4 separate regions of the Mus musculus genome follow, and all the other regions are linked to region 3. The links are chromatin contacts, called in public promoter capture Hi-C maps. All regions are on one chromosome and are shown on one strand. Each heading gives the region's core, a stretch centred on a gene start, on an enhancer-like site or on the middle of the called end of the contact. The rest is flanking DNA. Distances are from core to core; before and after follow the strand shown.

Region 1 (3,300 bases), core at 351-2,850, 3.2 Mb before region 3:
CAGGCTTGGCCTCAAACTCGTAGAGATCTGCCTGCCTCTCCCTGTGGAGTACTGACATTAGAGGCAAGCACAACCATGGTTTGAAGAGTACATTACTTTTAAAATTTTTCTGAGAAATCCTTGTCAGCTCCCTTGAAATACTGTTAACACCACGGGCTCTCATAAAGTCAACACTGGAAATTTACTAGAACATAAAATTTGAATTAATAAAAACACTGAGCAAGTATTTTCATGATATTAAATATGTTTGACTGATGATTCAGAATGGTGTTTATATAAACTACATTAAAATAATATAACTTCATGTACACGTTGAGGAAAGTATTTTAAGGGGTTAAAGCACAATGCCAGGTCTGTGGTTCCTTGTATTTATTTAGAGTTCACCACAAACAGCGAATGTTAGGTATTTTACAGTTTCAGACTAGTACTGCATAAAGTATTTCAAATGTATAGCTCAATTTCCAAAATCTTTCCTAAAGATGAACGTGACTGAAGAGGCAAACAGATTAACAAGAATGATTAGAGAGAAATAAAATGCAGACAACTACTTGAATTCAATGCTATTTTTCTTCTTAAGCCAGGACTGTAAACATGTACTTTAAAGCCCATAAATTTAGAAAAAAAAAATTTTTAATCCAGAACATTGTGTCCGATGTTTATCTCTGTAGTTTTGATTACTGGAAAGAAATGGAATGAAATTCTCAGTAATGTTAAAATCAATGCAGCAGCGCCGCCCAGTGAATAAACCGGATATAAAGCTACGTTGCCAGAATTCTCCATGTTAAATTGTACTGTATTTTCAGTGTAGCCATGTTCCATCTACTTATATGAAACTATGTTCTATAATATTGGCTCAAGAATATAACAATTAAAATCTTACCTATTTATTAAAAAAATCAAGTAGTAAAGGTACTCAAAGGATATTAAAACACCCGTGAATAGAGAGTTCTGTATATTCTTTGTTACCTGTAATGTCAGTAAGCCACAGAAATGGCTCACCGATGAGATGAACTAGTGGTTTTGCTCATGTTTGGCAAGTGTAGAATCATATTCCAGTACGTTTATGCTTCTAGATTTATTATCCTATATTGAGTCCTCAAAGTGAGTAAATTAAAGATTTAAATTGGACGTCCTTAACAATGTCTATCCATCCATTCGCTGCCCCGCCCTCAAGCTTTCATGGACCTAAGGAGAAATGATGTGTACAAATATCCAGTGAGGTCAAAATTTGACCCCATCAATGCTTATCAAACAGTAAGACTGTTACTACTACTCCTGGATTCTCTATAATGCCTTTGATTAATTTGGGAACAACACATCCTCTATTGCCTGTTACTCTCTGAGCCTAAGAGAAGGGGCTAGAAACCGTCTGTCTGCCTGCTCGCTATCAGGTACGCTGAAGGCAAAGTTCCAGTCTGGGACAACCCGGTAAACACATCCCGGAACTCCTCCCCCTAACTGCTGCGCTTCCTGGTCTGGCGGAATCGCGGTTCCGGCTAGAAACTATAACCCTGAAGAATGATTCCGCTGATCTGGAGCCTGGCTCGCTGCGCAACTCGTCAAGTCCCACCCACCGTGGGTCTTCTGAGCCTTCTCGGCATCCGTCGCGAAGGAAGCGCGCTGTGCGGAAAGGGGCCGGCCTCACAAAAAAAGGCGGCCGGTTTGAAAAATGACAACGGTCAGCGGCTTTCGGTTGGACGCTCGGTTTTTAACTGTTTTTCCGTGAGCTGCTAGGCCTCCAGGTGAGTTTGAGCGGGTGAGCGTTGGAGGGCCGGGTGCAAGGCCAAGGATCGGGGCATCTGGGTTTACTAACTTGTGTGTTGATTTGACAGGCTCATCTATCCCAGGTTGGTCTCGAACCCCTATATTCCTGAGACTAGCCTTTTTTTATTTATTTATTTAACTTTATTTGTAATTCAATTTTTTTACACTTCATATTCCATTCCCCGCCCCTCCCCATCCACCCTCCGACTGATCCACATCCCAAACTCCTCCCCTCCCCACCCTGTCTCCACATGGATGCCCCCACCCCACCTGATCTCTAAACTCCCTGGGGCCTCCACTCTCTTGAGGGTTAGGTGTATCATCTCTGAATGAACACAGACCCGGCAGTCCTCTATGTGTGTTGGGGGCCTCATATCTGCTGGTGTATGCTGTCTGTTTGGTGGTCCAGTGTTTGAGAGATCTCAGGGATCCAGATTAATTGAGATTGCTAGTCCCCTTACAGGATCGTCCTCCTCAGCTTCTTTCAGCCATCCCTAATTCAACAACAGGGATCAGCTGCTTCTGTCCATTGGTTGGGTGCAAATATCTGCATCTGACTCTTTCAGCTGCTTGTTGGGTCTTTCGGAGGGCAGTCATGTTAGATCCCTTTTTGTGAGCGCTTCATAGCCTCAGTAGTAGTGTCAGGCCTTGGGACTGCCCCTTGAGCTGGATCCCACTTTGGGCCTGTCACTGGACCTTCTTTTTCACAGGCTCCTCTCCATTTCCATCCCTGGAATTCTTTCAGAGAGAAACAATTATGGGTCAGAGGTGTGACAGTGGGATGGCAACCCCATCCCTCACTTGATGTCCTGTCTTTCTGCTGGAGGTGGGCTCTATAAGTTCCCTCTCCCTACTGCCGGGCATTTCATCAAAGGTCCCTTCCTATGAGTCCTGGGAGTCTCTCACCTCCCATCTCTCAAGTGCTGACTTTACGGGCATGAGCCACAAGAATGGCGTCAGTGTGACTTGTTTGAATGCTTGCCAATTTTTTATGTATCTCCATTGCGCCACCATCTCTGGATTAAACCAAGAACCATTTATCAAAAGGCGAAAATATCATAATCCAAAAGTCAGGGAGCTGAATGTACCTGGATCTACGTGGGTGTAACACAAAGCCTTCCCCGTATTTTCCAGGAATGCTTTATCTAGTTCCTCAGAATTGGGAGTTGCTTGCTTAAGTTTGCATTGCAAAGCCAGTTGTATATAATGTAAGTTATGTTGTGCTTAGCACTGAAGTGTTACATATAACGGAGAAATGGGAGCTCCTAGAGGTAATTGTCCTATTTGAACTAAAATGTCAGAGAGCTGTTTTACTGTATATAAAGTATATAGTATCTTTATAGTTAGATGGCCTCTTTCTCTGTATACGCAACACACACACACACACACACACACACAGGAGTTGGAACTGAAATTGCACTATTAAAATGAACACAATTTGCTTCTGAGAAGAGAGCATTATTACTTCTAAGTGCAGTTGTGAGCCTCTGGGTAGCTTTACGTTGGGAAATTGATCCTCAGAAATTCTCAGGCAGG
Region 2 (3,261 bases), core at 248-2,747, 3.6 Mb after region 3:
TTACTCTAGAGAACCCTAATGCACAACTCTTAGAAACTCATGAATTAATATTCTGTTTGTACATGTCAGTCTCATAACCAGGTAGATGTCAGCATATTTGATTGTTGGAGGGATCCTGCATTGCTCAAGAAAGATACTTCAAGTCCAGGATACAGAAGACTGGTTCTAATGGATTGTGGGAAAATAACCAAGGTGTTTTCTTGGTGAAAAGACAGGCCTCTCTCTGTCCTGTTCTATCAATCAGCAAATTATGTCTCATTTTGGAAGGTCTCTGAAGGGGCTAAGGGTTATAGTTCAGTTGGATTAGCACTTGCCTAACATGTTGAAGGCAAGCCCCAGATTCGAGCCCCAGAAATGCAAAGCAAACAAAATCTAAAACAAATGATCACAAATGTCAATTGGGGAAGAAGTTACTTGTGGTTACTGCGCTATTATTTTATGGTTGTTCTAACGTTGTGGTATCACCCCATGAATACATGCCAGTTGCAAGCGGAGGAGTTTACTCAGACCAGGACAAGAATCTTTGGATTTATTATACACTATAGATATCTCATAAAGTAGAGAAATATCACATACTCGTGGATTACCTTCTTTCCGTTGGGGAAAGGAAGACCAAACCTAGAGACTTGCATATATGTGACAAGATACTACGCGGCACTGAGGTACATGCTCAGCCCCCAGGTAGAATATTATCATTTTCCTTCCTCACTTCGGGTACTGCCTTGTCTCTACTATACACTTACCTAGTAAACATCTGCATGAATGACTCTTTTTTTTTTTTTTTTTTTTTTTTTGGCTTTCGAGACAGGGTTTCTCTGTATAGCCATGGCTGTCCTGGAACTCACTTTGTAGACCAGGCTGGCCTTGAACTCAGAAATCCACCTGCCTCTGCCTCCCAAGTGCTGGGATTAAAGGCGTACACCACCACGGCCCGGCCTGCATGAGTGACTCTTAACTGTTAGTTTTCTCTGTTAGGTAGTTGTTCCAAGAGGTAAACATTGCCAGAGGAGTCAGAAATAAACAGTGCCTTATTTTACACCAAAATTACAAATGCCGAAGGTGGCCTCAGCAAAGCACGCCAGTCGCTTTTGTCCCTAACACTTGGATTATTTTTTTCACTCCGAGGTAACTTCGGTCTTCTCAAATTGCCACCACACCATGGCCCCTCACTTTGCCCCCCCCCCCCCCCTAAGAACATTCGGTCAAAGCGCAGGTTGTAAACGTTTATGTTCCTCCATCAGTTGTTGTCAATGCACGGAGACAAACCAAGTCGTGATTCCTCACGGAGGGCTCAAGGTTTTTGGAATCTTCCCAGGTGGAAAAGCTTTGTCTCCGAAATGGCTCTGCTTGACGAACTCCCTCCTTCCAGTAGGAGGTAGCGTTGCCCTCCGCCGCAGTCGAGAAGCGGCGGAGGCTGTCACGTGACCCCGCAGCCTCAACCCCTCCACCCCCCCCGGGGCGGTCTTGCGGAGATTTGCCTTACGTACGCAACGTCATGACGTAGCACGTAGGGGCTGGCTAGCCGCCATCTTGCTTCTTTTTCTCGCTCGCTCTCACCCTCTCAGGAGGTAGCGAAAGTGCTTTGGCGGTTTGTACGGCGGTGGCTCGGGCTTTCGGGACCGAGCGGCCCTGCGGACGGTCTCTCGAGGCAATCTCCCCTCCCCTGACCCTGATCCGTCCGGGGCGAGCCCCTTGGAAGCGCGCAGACTTGGTTCTCAACCCTGGCGGGTAAGGAGAGCGAGGGCGTCCGGACCGTGAAGAGGCCCGATGGAGGAGGGAGGGAAGGCACGGGCGCTGGAGCCAGGCCTGGGGGCCCGCGGCGTCTCTCCCTGGGCTCCCGGCGTCGTGCTGTCCGCGGAGATCCGGAGCAGGGCTCGTCGCCCATGTGCGCGGCGTGTGCTGCGGCGGGGCGGCCCTGCGATGGCCGAGGGAGCCTCCGCCCGCGCGGGGCCTGCGCGCGCCGTTTTTCCACGGCGTGGAGGACGGTGCCCGTGGCGGCTCCGAGCGCTCTTAGTGCCTGCGGATGCTCCTGTGGTGATGGCTGGCGTTTGCAGCCAGCGGTGTGTAGTCCAGGGCGGTCGTAGAGGCTCTACCAGGACCCAGGACCAACGAACCCCACTTCCGCTGGGGACAAGCTGAACAACTTCTTGGAGGATTTGAGTAGTCTTTTCCTCCCTCTAGGCCGCTCCAGCCCGGCATTTGTGGGAATACGGCTCGGCTGCTGCCTGATTTTCAGAGAGAGCGTTTAGTATTACTGGTTGCTAGAGTAGAGACCCTAGTTAAGACCGAAGAAAAATAGCATGGGAGCCAGTGAGGACTCTTGCTTGATTTTGCATATAAGGACCGCTCTGATCTCTTTAAAGGGGATGTATATTTGTTTGAAGTGTGTTCAAGATCTTTGGGGTGGGGGGATCCAACTTGCCTAGTAATTCCTGACTCTTAAAACTACCCGGATTTCCGCATTGGCTGGTCTTCAACCTCGGTTCATAAATTCATACCCCAGCAGGATACTTAGAATTGTACAGTAGGCGGCCCTCCTGTTAGGGTTTCTCTTTGGGAATGCACCAGAAGAATCGGAAGATGCTTGCTTCATCGAGTGCTCAGGAGTCAATTCCCGCTAATAGACGTTACAGAGAGGGTGGTATGAAGCGGCCACCACGTCTGACCTCTAGCATTTTTTAAAAGTAGATTTAAGCTTCCATGTTGGTCATTAAGATGCTGCTTTGGCTGGAGCCATTTTTAGGTGTGTGTCACAGATGCACTGCAGCATCTTTTCTGGCTGGCTCCAAATGCATTGATTCTCCAAAAATTAGAAATAGATTGAGTTTGCATATAGAAAAGAAGTTTTTATATGATTTTTCTGGGATGAATTTGTCATAATAAGCTTTTGGGTTTTTTTGGGGGGGGTGTCTGTAGGTGTGTGTGAAGAACATAGAATGCTGGCTGATCTCTCATTACTTAACCTCTAACTGTATGCTCTCAAGACCTTTATATACATTATCCTTTTTGATCCTAGTCTTTGAGGAAGGAGCTCTTATACTTGGTTTACAGATGAGGACAAGATATTTGAGAGATCGAAGTAATTTGATCAAGGTCACAAATTTGTAGTGGTGCTGTAGTCAAAGCCATACTTTCTAAACCCAGAGGGGATGCTCTGAACTATCAAAGTGTTCATTTGGTCTTGTACATTTATAATTGTTGCTAAAATAAGGCACATTTTTAACTGGTACTTTTTCTTTAGCTTGCTTGGGTGTTTGAACA
Region 3 (3,616 bases), core at 1,096-3,595:
GGAAGTATTCCTGGATATGAGTAACTGAAAGCCTGTGGTTTTAACATCTGGACCGCTGGACATATGGTAAACAATTCACACCATGCACTCTGTATACCCTTGTTTTACCTACCTCCCAGGATCCCATTTAAATGGTCATGATGAACAACGAAAAGCAAACTGCTTAAGAGGAAATGGCCAGAGACAAGCAAGCTTAACCAAGATGGCAGGTTTTAAAAATGAAGACCGGAAACAGAAATGCATTACAATCCCATCATTAACTGTGTCCCTGACACAAAGACTTGTGAATTTCACATGACAGATACATAAAATTTGGAATCAGCACCCATATTTGTGCAACATCACAGTCAGCTCTGGCCATTACAAATGGATCAAAGACTGCAAAGGTTTCTGTCATGCCTGAGTTTGCTAAGTGAGTCTGGAAGGAAGGCACAGTTACTCTGGCCAGAGTTAGAGTCATGGCCTTCACAAGTCATAGCCTGCAGATTTAGCTCCGTGTGAAACCATTCACTTCCAAAACCCTGTGAGCGTGGAAAAAGAGACAAGTCTCCCAATAGGCTTTTTAACCGTAAGCCTCACCAAACAGTATTATAAAAGTACACAACCATTCTAACGAAGCCAAAGGCTGCCATTTTTACCTATTTAAATTTAATTTAATTTCCTCCTTGCATCTCAGGTGGTCCTTCACCCATGGCGCTTGGTGTGACAGTCTTGAGGCAGGACTATCAAACTGAAAACATCACAAACGTAAAAAACGCAAAAGAGTCCCTCACCCCACTCAGCTTGCAGCCTCTTACCAGCTAACATCGAAAATTCCAACACAACTAACAATCTCTGTCTAAGGCCTCCCTCCTTCTCGCTTCCAGGCTGTAAAACCGCAGTTGTCTGGTCATCTGGACAGAGAAACCCCTTGTGCAACTTTAATGTCGCCTGGTTTTACTCTACCAGACTTTATAAGCTTGTCCACCTCATCAGCAAAAAGAGAAAAAAGAAAAAGAAACTTGTACAAAATTCTTGGGTGTAACAAGACAGCTGCCAAAACGCACAACTTGTGACTCTCCATTGAGAAGTCCACATCTGGGTATGTCTTATTTCCCTGGGCATCTCTTTTTAATTCCGGTGCTTAAAAATCTACAAATAATAATACTTATTATTTATTTATTTATTTATTTATTTAAAGCCTTTTAAAGAGGGGTTCCGACGAGGAGCTTGCACCTAAGCTTTTCTGACGGCCTTTCTATTAACACCACCTCTGCTTCACGGGCTGCTCTTGTCAATCATTTCAACTTCAGTGCCAGGAAATACGGGTTTGCCAGAATTGAAGTTCCCCCAAAAGATCGAGGCTCCTCCTCCGGCTGCCGCAGGCTACTGCTTATAGAGCTGTCACTCTGCCCCAGTCCCTGCTGACAGCCCGGCGGTGTGGGGAACGGGAGGACTTTCCAAGTAACCCCTGAAAAGCATCACACGGCGGGAACCAGAAGCCTCAGTCCCATCCTTGGGCAGTGACTTTGGGGGAATAAGTAATCTCTGTCTCTCGAGTACGAACTGTGCCGATCTCAGGTCTGAGGATTGGCTGGCCCGTGTGGAACACTGGGAAAGGCGTCCTACGGCCGGCTAGGCAGCCGCCCCCTTGGATGCTGTGGTTGTAAGGTGGGTGACCGACCGACTTCACTTGGGGTCTCTGTGCCTTCCGAACCCGCTTTCACAGCTCTTCTAGCTGGCCCCTGAGCAACGCGGGCCTCCGCCTCCGGGAAGCCCTCCGGGCCCCCCCACCCCGCCCCGGCGCGCCCCCCGCTCTACCGACTCCGGGGCGCCTAGGGCGCTGCTCCCGCCCCCACGCGGGTATCACCGGTGTCGGGACGCCCAGGAGAAAGTCCTCCAGCGCCTCGAGTCCCGGCGGAGCCCGCACGGGAGCCGTGGCGGCCGCGAGACGCCTACGGCCTCCGGGAGGTGAAGAGAGTCCAGGGACTACGGCAGCCCCGAGCTTGGGGCACACCCACGGACAGGCCCGGAGGCTGGTCCCCGCGGCTCTTACTGTTTCACGTTGTCCCCCAGCGCCTCGCTCAAGTTCTTCTTGGCTGCCTCCAGCTCGCTCACAAAGGTCGCCATTGCAGCGCGCGTCTTTCAGCCCGACCGTAGACCGCGCGGCCCACGGCCACCAGCAACCGAAAGATCAACGCGGCGGAAGGCCTGCGCGCCGGACGCTGGAGGCTCGACTCGACTCGATTCCACTCGGCTCGGCTCGGCTCGGTTCGGCTCGGCTCGGCTCGGTTCGGCTCGGCTCGGCTCGGCTCGGCTCCGCTCGGCTCGGCTCGGCTCCGCTCGGCTCGGCTCGGCTCGGCTCTGCTCGGCGGCCCCGCCCCCATCCGCTAGGGAGACGTTGCGTGGGTTTGGTTCTTGGCCCCGCCGTCTCGCAGTTGGGAAAGCACCCAGCCAAACTCCCTTCGCCAACTCCCGCCTCTTGGCTCACGTGACCCGCTTCCCCTGGTGGGCGCGTGCCCAACCTACGCCCGCCTGCCCGCCCGCGGCGGCCCCCGGGGCGCGAACTTGACCGCCCCGCCCGCCCTCCGGCCAGGCCCCGCCCTGACTGCAGGTCAGCTCTTCCCAGAAGGAAGAGCTCAGGTCCCCGAGTGCATGCAATATCTAATTTATCCTCTTGTCCTCATTTTTTTGCCAAGTGCTCACCACCTATTGTGACATTTAGTTGGTCGATCTCGTTTTCTGCCTCCTGCAACTAAAACGAGAGCTGCCTGAAGGCAGGATTTATGTTACTCAAGTTCTGAACATTCACTATTGACAGATCAAATAAAAATAATTCCCAAGCAGGACTACCAAAGGTCCTAGGGGAGGTAACAGGAGGAGTCTCAGCAGCTAGTTAGCCTGACCCACAGAGGAAAAGACGCAAAGAACCTCGTTTCAAGTCAAGGTCAAGTGGAAGGACCCACAAGCTAGCTTGTCCTCTCTCAAATTCCAAATTCACACTCGAATATGCACATATATACTACACTAGGAAGCCATAGCTGTGTTCAGCTTAAAACTTTTTAAAGCCTACTTTTAAAGTCTCTCTCTCTCTCTCTCTCTCTCTCTCTCTCTCTCTCTCTCTCTCTCTCTCTCTCGTTTTGACAGAGTGGCCTCTTAACTCACATAGATCCAACTGCCTCTAGTGCTGGCTGGGACTAAAGGCATGGGTCACCATGCCCAGCTTGTTTGTTCTTGAAATAGGGTCTCTCTTTGTAGCCCTGGCTATCTGACACCAGGCTATTATTTTGCCTTAATGTTCATGTTTGTTTGTTTGTTTTTTGAGACAGGGTTTCTCTGTATAGCCCTGGCTGTCCTGGAACTCACTTTGTAGAACAGGCTGGCCTTGAACTCAGAAATCCACCTGTCTCTGCCTCCCAAGTGCTGGGATTAAAGGCATGTGCCACCACTGCCCGGCTAATGTTCATACTTTTAATGACAGCATAATTTTTTAAAGATTTTGTTTTTAGGTAGATGTCGTTGTGAGTGAATTTACAGGTGGTTGTGAGCAGCGGGCCCTGTTAAATACTGCACAGATAAGATGCATACAATGACTTCTTTCCTGTCTATTAAACTGGGGTTTTCTCCTGTATTAAAA
Region 4 (3,316 bases), core at 702-3,201, 3.8 Mb after region 3:
TATGTCACACCACTCAAACAGACCAATAAGTGGCTATGCACTATCAGTTTTAATATTTAGTCATTTAGTTGCCATCGTGTTCTAGAACTCTGTTTTAGAAAGGTATCCTTTCTTATAACAACCTATCTTCTATAAAAAACAAACAAACATATTTAAATAATTTAGATATCAGTTTATTGATGGTAAGGCACTAAGAGAAGCCCGAATCAAAGTAATATCATTGAAGTCAGCTTCCTGTTGTTTTTAAACTAACAACTTCACTTATAACATAGCTGCTATCCATCCATGCATGAGTCACAGCCCTGGGGGTCTTTATTCCACATTACTTCCGTTAGAATCATCTGGCCCATTTTATTCCTTACATCTTAATCTCAGAATAAATTTCATGCAGAAATATTACAGAATGCACCGGGAAAAAGTTGATAAGGCAAGAACTGGAGAAAATGAGATTTAAACTGTATCTGGACGATATATTTATATCCTTGACAGCCCAAAAGAAACAACTGGCTGATAACAGATATTGATCTTAGCTAACAGCAAAAGCTGATCTTAGCCAACAGGAGAGAGGGATCAAGCAAATTCACAAAATGTCTTTACACGGTATGACACTAAAACGTAATGAGGAGTAAACCTCTTATTCAAGTTCTAAAATCCAAGCTATCAGTTTGAGGAAGGAAGCAAACTCAGGCTAGACAAATAAACAAACCACCAGCAAATCAGCAGATAGATAAACGAGCTACCCTGGAACTACCCGCAACTAATGATATTTACAGATTAAAAATAAGTAGCGTAAATAAACTGTACTCAGAAATCAGAGTTGACTCCATTCTGCCTACAGTTCCTCCTACCAAAAATATTCTTGTCGTTAACGTGTCTACGTAGTAAGAGTCATCGTGATGTCTTTCCACGTCGTGGATGGAACACCACACGGTTCACTGAAGTGTCAACATCGCACGACTCTTACGTGTACTTCCCCGCTTGCTCAAATCTCTCGTATGCATCTTCTGTAGTACGTTCTCTATTCCGTGGCTTTACATGTAACGCACTTCTAACCTGTTGTTTAATCTACACTGGCTTTTTACCTCGACAAAACAAGCTCTATTTCATTTCGCTAAAAAAGCTCGAATCTGGCTGGGCACGGCTTTCCTTTGCTCAGCCTCCATCCCCCTCGCCAGTTCTTCCTCATTTCTCATCTGCAGTCTCGGCTGGTAACAGTTCCACGCAAATCGTGACTGGAAATCTTACTCGCAAAACCTGTTACGTGTAAGGATTCACCTCCACCCCCGGGTCATTCTAAGCACAGCGGGGATGCGCGCTTTCTCCGAACCCCCGAGGAAGGACCTCAGGCGAGCCTCTCTGGCCAATTCCTCGGCTCCCTTCGCCGCCGCCACCCCAGGCCACGCACCCCGACATCTGCTCGGAACTCTGGCCCCCGACTCCCCGTACAGGTGCCCCCTCGGGAACAGCTCTCCCCCTGGAGGGCAACTCGATCTCAAAGCTCCTCGGCCGCCCCAGCCCCTCCCCAGTCCTCGCGCCCCTTCCTCAGGACACCCCGGGCCCCCGGCCTTCCCCACTCGCGACCCGACCCTCGCGCAGGCCGGTTCCCAGCCCCAGCGGACGTTGGGGGCGGTAGGCAGGGGCGTCGCCTGGCTTCCTGCCTGCTCAGGCGCGCCGGGGCGGGATACCTGCGGTCTCCGATGGGCTCCCGGCAGCAGTCCCTGCTGGCAGCGCAGGGCAGGCGGGGGAGGGAGCGGGAAGCGGAGGAAGAAGGGTGGGAGGGGGAAGGCCGAAGGCGCAGAGCCGCCACCGCTCCGCTCTGCTGCAGCGCCCCCGCTCATCGAGCGACTCGGCGCTCCGCCGCCTGGCGCTGGGCAGAGGGGGCGGGCTCAGGCGAGGGAGATCGAGCCGCTCGGTACTCCGAGTCCTGGAGAGGGCGCAAGGGGGCAGGCTCAGGCAACGGAGATCGAGCGTCTCGGCGCTCCGGGTCTTGTCTTCTGGCGGAGGGGACATGTTCAGGCAATGGAGACCCTGAGCGGGTCGATCGCTTCCGTCTTTCTTGAACCCGGGAGAATCCCCCGGGGTTGTGACGTTCAGATCCGATGGAGGAGCACGTGGGTTGTACATGGGATGAGTAGGGAACGCTGAGAAGTCTTTCAACTGGAGCTGAAAGGGTGACTAGGATGTAGGTCCCGTAGAAGATGCTACTTTGCGGGCTGTCTGAGGGACCTGAGTAAAAGGGGCCGCATGTGATAAAATATCTGTCTGATACCATTTACAAAATTGCTGAGGGTTACTCAGTTTCATTCCTTTTGCTTGTAGCCTAAATGGCAGGATCCAAACATAGGGATTCAGGCGGGAAACCACCCTTACATTGCCATTCTGCCAATAATTCATCTCCTTTACAGTCTCTGCTTGACATATTTATTTAAAGAAGTCTGGCGTTGATAGACTTAGTCCAAAACTGTAGAAATGTGTATTTCTTTTCTTTTTTTTTTTAATTTATCCTCCTCCAAGTCTTTTAAGCTTAATGGTTATTAGTCCTTTGTTAAGAGTTTTTAAACTGTGGGGAAATATATTGCCAGTTATTTGATAGACACAAAAATAAGAAAAGATGCTCAGGGACAAGAAAACAAACCGGAGGAGGAAAATTCCAGGAGAAAGCCCTCTTTCACCCGATCTTTAGTTAGGGTTGCTGTTGGGCTCACTGGTTGAGAGTTTTCTCCTCACAACTTGGCTGACTTGGACTGAAATGGCCTGCCCAGATAGAAGGTATCTTAGTCTGTGTCTCTGGCAGGGCATGGTAGTGAGATTATCACGGAGTCACTAGACAGCCCAGAGGTGGTCTTTTGTTTGTTTGTTTCTATTTATTTAATGTTTTTAAAAGATTTATTATGTGTATGGGTGTTTTTGGCTGCATGCATATATGTGCATACACTACTATGTGTATGCCTGATGCTCTTAAAGATCAGATGAGGACTTCAAATCCCCTGGGACTGGAGTTACAGGCTGTTGCAAGCTGCCATGTGGGTGCTAGGAATTGAACCTGGGTCGTTAACAAGAAGGATAAGTGCCTTTTCTCACTGAGCCGTCTCTCCAGCCCCTTCAGTTGATGATTTTATCCGTATATTTGCTTACTATGCCGAACTTCCTTGCCTTGTTTCCTTAGCTAGTTAATGTCCTTGTCTGTTAACAGCATAAGGAAATACGATAGTAGAGCTACAATGGACATGTCATTCATACATGCCTTATTATTCTTATGAGTAATCTGTTATTTTTCTTTGTATTTAGTCATAATGCCTTAATTTGGCTACTTATT

The links. Promoter capture Hi-C pulls out the DNA fragments that hold promoters and counts their contacts.
Region 1: a promoter capture Hi-C map of pre-B cells shows a contact between it and region 3, with 4 times the contacts expected there. The contact joins the promoter of Nuf2 here to the promoter of Tada1 in region 3. A contact is called at or near these places in 2 of 39 promoter capture datasets (liver and pre-B cells).
Region 2: a promoter capture Hi-C map of pre-B cells shows a contact between it and region 3. The contact joins the promoter of Prrc2c here to the promoter of Tada1 in region 3. A contact is called at or near these places in 2 of 39 promoter capture datasets (liver and pre-B cells) and 1 of 484 Hi-C or Micro-C datasets (CD4 T cells).
Region 4: a contact with region 3 is called in a promoter capture Hi-C map of pre-B cells. The contact joins the promoter of Vamp4 here to the promoter of Tada1 in region 3. A contact is called at or near these places in 2 of 39 promoter capture datasets (cranial neural crest and pre-B cells).

The regions. Positions count from the first base shown.
Region 1 is chr1:169,529,764-169,533,063 of GRCm38.p6, reverse strand. It overlaps Nuf2 (NUF2, NDC80 kinetochore complex component), which reads left to right and starts at 1,600. Exons shown (of 15, transcript NM_001355159.1): 1 at 1,600-1,742. It overlaps Gm34624 (a long non-coding RNA gene), which reads right to left and starts at 1,487. Exons shown (of 3, transcript XR_373698.2): 1 at 967-1,487.
Region 2 is chr1:162,738,792-162,742,052 of GRCm38.p6, reverse strand. It overlaps Prrc2c (proline-rich coiled-coil 2C), which reads left to right and starts at 1,497. Exons shown (of 35, transcript NM_001081290.1): 1 at 1,497-1,728.
Region 3 is chr1:166,377,896-166,381,511 of GRCm38.p6, reverse strand. Tada1 (transcriptional adaptor 1) reads right to left here and starts at 2,345. Exons shown (of 8, transcript NM_030245.3): 1 at 2,036-2,345. The coding sequence starts at 2,109.
Region 4 is chr1:162,569,150-162,572,465 of GRCm38.p6, reverse strand. It overlaps Vamp4 (vesicle-associated membrane protein 4), which reads right to left and starts at 1,951. Exons shown (of 8, transcript NM_001356527.1): 1 at 1,686-1,951.